Linked DNA regions of Mus musculus: region 2 is linked to region 1. A link is a contact called in public Hi-C data. All regions are on one chromosome and are shown on one strand. The core of a region is the stretch at or near the end of the contact, and the rest is flanking DNA. Distances in the headings are between cores, read along the strand shown.

Region 1 (3,718 bases), core at 768-3,267:
GAAATCAACCAACCAATCAACCAACCAAAAAAAAAAAAAAAAAAAAAAAAAAAAAAAAAAAAAACCAAACAAACAAAACCCCAAGCCCAAAACAAAACAAAATAAAACAAAAACGAATAAAGGAAAAAAAAAAACCCAAACTCAACCAAGAACAAAAACAAAACCAACAAATAAACCCTACCCAAACAACAATACCCAAAGCAAACCCCAAACTAAAAACCAACCCCCCAAACCAAACCAAACCAAATCAAACCCATTGAGAACCAAGATGACAGGGAAACATGTCTCATCTACCTGGCAGCCTCTGTATGTGTTGCATCAAGGAATGATGGGAGGTGAGGCTTTACCTGAGTCATGCTGATTGCTGGGCTGAGGGCAAGGATGTGTAAGGATGTGCGACCCTTATACTTTCTTTTGGGTATTTCCCATTGTCATTACATTGTCCCCTGGTCCTCAGCTTCCTCTGGAATGTTTGATTCATAATTGTAGCTTGAAGCCTTTGCTGATGTCCTGACCTGCACTCAACCCCCTCAGACCTAAATCCAAGTGCCCCCCAACCCCAACCAGTTGAATGTCTGTCTGCTTCAATGAGGAAAGCTGCCAGGAACTGGCACATAAACCAATGTCTTGTCTTGACCCTAGCTCAAGCCTAGAATGATTAGCAAAAGATCATTAGAAATGGCTGCTTGTTCTCTGCAACATTTAGCATCATAGCCATGGCTTCCTTCCTGATGTAGAAAAGAAATGGAAATGAAACAACACTGTAGTTTTTCAGATGACTTCTTAGCTCTCCCATATAAACCCAGAAGCTCCAGGCTAGAATCCATAAAAGCAAAGAAACGCAGTGCAGGTTACAGGGGCTTCTGGGGTGTGTATCTCCTAATCTGATAATATTTCTAGCCGAATCTACTTCCATTTCTCACCTCTTAACTGACTTTTCAGCTTCTACCCCTACAATTCTTATTTCCCTCAGAAGCAACTCTGATCCTTTTAAGTTGTGAGTCTGAGTGTGTCAACCTTCTGCTCAGTGTCTGGGCCTCTAGTGGCTTCCCATTGTTCTTCTGAGAAGAGCTGAAGTCTTGACAGTGGTCTCTGATGACTGAGGGCAGGGGCTGGACAGCGACTATTTTGGCCTTTGCCGGCCTGGTGTCTGTGTGCTCATCTGCTGTAGCATGAGCAAAGCCATGGAGGATAAGGTAAGGCACAGCACGGCTATAACCCGGCACATTACCACAAAGGGCACGGGGTTGGATCTGGTCCATGCCTGGCAAGCTCCTGTCCCTTTTAGAGATTTGGCCTTAGATACCTCTCAACCCTCTTGCCTTCTGCTCTCGTGCTATGCTTCAGGCCCATGGGCCCCTGCAAATTCGTCACGCTCTCACTTGGGCCTTGAAACTGGCTGGGTTCAATCTAGAATATTCTTCCCCTACAACTTTGAGTGACACATTTTCTTATTTTCTTTGTTTCTGTTTGTGGATCTTTATCGAGAGCTCTCCCCACTCCCTAATCACTTCATCTGAAATAGCAAAACTTACTTTTGGCACGCCATCCTCTTTACCCTGCTTTCTTCTGCTTGGAGACTGTTGCTACCACCTGACATCACCACTCATGGAATGAATAAATGATTCTTTCGGGGAAAATATTACCAGGTGCCTCCTTCATGCCAAGCAGGGAGCCGAAATTCCAATAGAGAACAAAACATAGGCTTTGTTATCGTTGTACACGAGTGGAGCTTAAATAAACATAAACATGGGAGCCAGAGAGAAGTGCTCTGAGTAAAATTAGGCTGGCCAAGGGGGCAGGTTGTGGGGTTCTTTCTCTTCGTTTGCCTTCTGCCTGGCTTCATCTGAGTTAGAGAAAGCCGTCAATCCCTCCTCCCTTTGCTGCATAGTTAGAATCTAAGAAAAACTCAGTGCCGACAGGGGGCGCCACAGCTCTGCAAAGAGGTGAGAGCCAGACCCAGGCTGTCAGGCTTCTGAAAAGGGCAGGAAGGGAGCTGAAGGCTGCAGCCTAGGGACTGGGAAGTTGGAAGTTATGGGATGTAACAGGATCTGAACACTACAGCAGCCTCACCGCAAGTGTTTTCCATGGAGCGCTGCCTAAGCTACGGGGCCTTGCAGAACAATGCGCTTTTAAGTTAGATGCTTAATAAATCAGCCAGGCATGCATTATTATGCCGCAATAGAGCCCTTGTTGTGTCTTAATGCTCAATTAGCCAGTGCAGAATCTGGGTCGGGCTTTCTATCATCTTGGATGTGTGGCGGGAACTGGCCCAGGTCTCATTGCTCTACCCGGGAGTGGATGCTTTTGTATCTTAGCAAAGCCAGGCACTAAGGTTGAAGGGAAGTCACAGATTGGGAGAACTAGACCTTGACACCGACCTTCCTCAAAGTGGTTCAACTCCAGTTGATATAGATGGGAAAAAAATCAGTTCACAGAGAAGTTACTTGGCCCAAATCTTAAGATGAGTGAGATTCAAAGCCTCCTTTCTGATTACTGATTCTGGGTCATATATTAGCTTTCATCAGGCACATTTTCAGGACACCAACGATGCCTTTCCTATGCCTGTGACAGGTGCCATAGACAGTAACGCCTTCCCACTGTCTGATTCTAAGTTAACCACTAGCCAGAAGAAGCCTCATTTATTTGAACACAAATGGATAATCAATTAAGAAAGAGCCAAACAAAGAAACCCCGATTTTTATATTTTATGGACATCCCAAGGGTGAGGGTCCAGTGTCCCCATGGTACCAGATTAAAGACAAGAGTAAAACCTTACCCTTGTTGAACCCTGCCTGCTGCCTCCTGGGTGTTCCGGCATTCTCTGGAGTGGAGACAGGTAGGCACGGCAGCTGCAGAGCATCATAGCTTGAGGGTCTGCTTTCTGCCTTTTACATGTGATTTACATACATGGGCACAGTGCATGCTCCGTAGTCTCTTCTAGCTCATTCCCTCCTCAGAGGGTCAGAGTTGTGCTGAAGTCCCCCAAGACTGCAATTCCTGTTAGGTCTCCATAGTAAGAATGTGTTGACTTTAGTCCTAGTCTATTGACTGTCTGCAAGGCTGTTTACTAGTGCCAGGGGACGCAACCCATGTGACTGGAGAGACCCTGTGGCCCCTGTCAGGCACCCACATCAGTATTTGAAGTGGAACAGTCCTAGATAAGAAACACTAATCAAAACCATAATAAGACACTGCTACTCACCTGCAAGTAGGTTGGCTAAAATGATAAAAGTCTAACAATATTAACATTGGGCAAAGATGTGGGTCAAGTAAACTCATATGGAGTTGGTAAGAGTGTAGGTTGGCATGGTCACCAAAGAGGATCATTGCACAGGAGTATTTAGAGATAAATGCACCCACCTGCACAGTATTCAAGTTTTTATACTCCAAAGTCTTTCTTCAAGGGAAGCCCGTGCATTTGTTCAGCAAGATAAATGTTCCAGATTATTACTTCAGAATAGTAAAAATATTGGAAACTACCCAGGAGGATAAACAAACTATCCAAACGTGCGTGCAAACTGGATGTGCTCTTGCGGTGGACAATGAAAAAGAAAGACTGTAGTACGTATTGAATGACAGAGATAAACGTACAGATGCAACCTGAGGCAAGGGGGAGCTGACACGAGAATCTATACTATAGTGCTCTATATACATAAGAACAAGGACAGACAAGCTAGTCTGTAGTGATACAAACCAGACTCTGTTTACCCCCACA
Region 2 (3,718 bases), core at 610-3,109, 1.4 Mb after region 1:
ATGTATGTGTGTATGTGTGAGTGTGTGTGTGTAAATGTGTATGTATGACCTCATGCATCAATGTGAGTCTGTGTATATGTTTGTAAATGTGTATGTATGTCCTCATGCATCAATGTGTGTGTGTGTGTGTGTGTGTGTGTGTGTGTGTGTGTGTGTGTGTTTTCAGACCAGAGAACAGCTTGGATATCATCCAAGTGAAAACCATCTATCCCCTTGGGCCTGAAACTCACCAGTCAGGTTTACTGTCCCAAGAGCCCCAGGGATCCACCTGTCTTGTCTATCACATTCAGCTGCTGTCTCTGGGTTCTAGAGACCAAACTCAGGTCTTCATACTTATGCACCAAGCACTTTATCCACAGATCCGGCCCCTCGGTCTTCATCATAGTTTTCCCTCCAATCTATATAGTCCTGTCTAATTTGAATTTAGTCTTAGCATCTTATTTGTTATAACTTTTCTTTCTCCTGCACCACTTTCTTCCTTACTGTACAAACAAGTTATACTGAATAATTAGGGTCCAAAAGAAGAATAGGACAGTAGAATTAGACATAGTAATGTAAGTCTCTACAGAAGTCTTGGTTTGGGGGATGCATATGATGGCACACTTATTTAGCACGCATACTCATAAACTTGATGGGAAGTATGTTTGTTGATACATAGTCAAATCTACAGTTAGTTAAAGTTCAGAGGGACATATTTCAACAGAGCCTTCTGGATGGTTGTCATGGCTGATTTTCTATCTACCTCTATTTCCTACCACTGATTAACCAGAAATAAAACAGAGGAGAGAAACAGTAGGGGATGCATCTTGGAGTGACCTTCTCTTAATTGAGCCTTGCTTAATTACATCTAAATGTTTTTAACCTCCCCCTGACCAAAACAAAACAGACAGTATCAAAGCTACCTTTTCAGTATGGCTAGAAAGCTCCCACCTCAGCCATTCAATGACCTCATCAATCAATAAGTCAGCTCTTCTACATTTTCTGAGCTATTTGCCCTGTGCCATTGATCAAAATCCAAGAAACCAAACTTGTTATATTAGTACATGGTAAGAAATGTGGCAAGCTGTTTTTTTTCCCTAATAACATTTTGGAGGTAGAATTGCTGGCTTTACTCTCTTCCCCATTTTAAAATAAAACAGTGTCAGATAAGACTTTATAAAATAAGATACTATAATAGAGAAAATGTCACATGAATCCACATCTGATCTCACTATCTCAGGTAGAGATTTCAGGCAGCGCTTACATATAACATACCGGAACCAGACATTGACTGTAGCCATTCACATTGGTCACAATTATTTACTTTCCCTACTTAATAGAGAGTATGTTTTTAATTGGCCGTTTGTCTGTTTTAAGCTCTAGCACCATCTCCGTTGTACCTACAAGATTGAAGAAAACAAATAAATGCTTCTTCAAAGAAAATTACATTGTTCCTCATTGTGCTTCCACTGTTGGAATCGGAGTTCAGAACAGTGCCACCGAATGTAGAAGTCCCCTTTCCTTTATCCCATTGGTCTCACTTAATTACATATATTTCTATAACTCTGTGACAAAGAGATTATGAAACCAACCCTGGCGGAAGCTAAGGTAGTTGTGCTTTTGAAAATAGTTCTAATCTTTGTGTCTCCAGTTATGGGTCCACTTGCTCCTCTTGTTTGTGTAAAGAGCTAATGCGTCCCCGGGGTCACTTGCAGCTTCTCTCCCAGCAGCCAGAGTCTAGGAACCTTGTAAGTCACCAGTCAACATTTACATGTTTAACAACAATCCAAGACAGCTTCATGGCCCCATCCTCCCACTCAGTGCTCTGGATCTTGGGGTCTCTGCATAGTTTCTCAACCATAAAATGACTTCTAAACCCCGTGCTTAGCTCTCTGAGGCTGTGGAATGGAATGCATCCCTTTCCTTCCCCTCCACTTCCAATGCAGAACAGTCAGGAGGGCTGTGTTAAATCACCCAGGCTGCAGGGCTCTGCGCTGGGGGATATTAGCCACTGTTTATTTGTAAGCTTCGCTCTTGTCGGTTTTAACGCCTGTCTTGTGTACGCCATCTTTATTTCTCTACCAGTCCCTGTGACAGAAGTTTCAATGCAAGTAAAGGTTGTTTTTCTTTATGTTGTTGCATTGAACACATTCTTGCCGAATAACGGCTGCTTTGGGTGAGAAGTAAAGAATTCCACAAGCTCAAGCACAGTCAGACCATGGCTTTGACTCAACTTGGTGTGAATCTTAGTGGTTTCTGTTCACTACCACTGCACTGTGGAACGTAGCTCGGGAAGATAATACAATATTCAGGGAGTACTTCTACTATGGGGTACAATGAATGAGTATTAAAATTGGGCCCAGCTCTTGACCTTGTCATTCCACCCAAGCCTTTGTAAAGCTGAGAGGAAACTATAGCTATCTATTCAAAGAGTTTTCAGAAGGGAGAAGACAGCACCCTAGGCAAGGGGCTCCTGGGAGGCCCGGAGGATGCTGAGTAGAAGGAATAATTTGCATACAGGAGAAATAGAATCTTGTTCAGTGTTGCAATAAGTAGTTAATAAAGAAGATGTTCTCCTACAGATATTTGGAAAGATGACGCGATAGAAGGCTCAATGGTCAAACGTATTTATTGTACAACTGTGACAACCAGAGTTAAGATCCTGGATGGGCATCCTGCAGAAACCTATAAGCCTAGCTCTAAGATGGGGGGAGGGAGGCCTGAGGATTCAGAGAGAGAGAGATTCTGAACTTTACATACATAAAAGCATACATATATTTCTAAGCTGTAGGAATACATTGTTGTTTCCTTGTTTAGTTCTTATTAAGGCCAGTTGATGACTGAGTACCCTTCCTACCCATGGCCCCCATGATTAGAAAAAGCACTCGTTCAAAAGCTGAGGGGCTTTTCTATTTGTTCTGCCGACGTTATTTAAAAGGAGATTTTTGCTCCCTGCAACCTATCTGAACAACAGCCAGTTGGTCGTGGTTCCCTTCATGCTTGCAGACAGCCTCAGCTGCAGCCCAGGAATTCAAACACAAGTGGAACTGGGAACTTGGCTTGTCTCAGAATCAATAAACTTGTCTCTATAATGAAAGACAAGAGTTGCTAGCCAGACCTATAAGGAAAACATATCTGTTTTGTGTACTGCAGACCCCTGGTCCATGGACAATGTCACTGAATGAAGGCAGAGGCCCTCCTTGCCGGAAAGGCAAACTCTGACCTGAGCCCAGGACCGCCTGGTTTTACCAAGTGCTCTCAGATGCCTGCCTTCAAAAGACTGGCTGGTTTTTATCCACCGGTGATTGCTCTTAGCCATGCTGAAGCCCGAGTAAGCTTTGCCAGTCACATCGCTAGGAATCGAGAGCCAATCAAGACAGCATGATTGATGCTGATTTGCAGTTTACAAAAAGCAGGAAGAGTGCATAATTTTCCATGTGATTTTTTTTCTTGTTTTTTTTTTTTTTCCAGAAACACATCTGACCCTGGATAAGTTCATTTATCGAGGTTTATTTACTTGTGCTGGCCAGTTTCTTAAAAAGGGAGCCCAGTCTTTGTTGCAGAGTTTTTTTAAAAAATCACTTTAAAATGGAGCAAGATAGATCTTTCAAAACAACAACAACAAGTCTAGATCCTTATACTATCTTAGTAAATTTAATTGATTTGTATAAGAGGAAAACTATTTAGGAAAGAAACCAGAAAATCACATTACTGTGGTGACCTAAGTATGAAATTTAAA

The links. Hi-C and Micro-C count contacts between places; a contact is called where the count stands out from the background.
Region 2: a Hi-C map of uterus shows a contact between it and region 1, with 3 times the contacts expected there. The contact joins two enhancer-like sites. A contact is called at or near these places in 2 of 484 Hi-C or Micro-C datasets (cranial neural crest and uterus) and 1 of 9 other capture datasets (embryonic stem cells).

What each region holds. Positions count from the first base shown.
Region 1 is chr1:75,923,999-75,927,716 of GRCm38.p6, forward strand. No RefSeq gene overlaps it. Among named protein-coding and RNA genes, the nearest start is that of Gm32622, 11 kb to the right of the region's middle. Within about 2 kb of position 2,018, at least 50 of the 459 cell types and tissues checked have an H3K27ac peak or open chromatin away from gene starts, as enhancers often do.
Region 2 is chr1:77,335,307-77,339,024 of GRCm38.p6, forward strand. No RefSeq gene overlaps it. Among named protein-coding and RNA genes, the nearest start is that of Mir6352, 160 kb to the right of the region's middle. Within about 2 kb of position 1,860, at least 8 of the 459 cell types and tissues checked have an H3K27ac peak or open chromatin away from gene starts, as enhancers often do.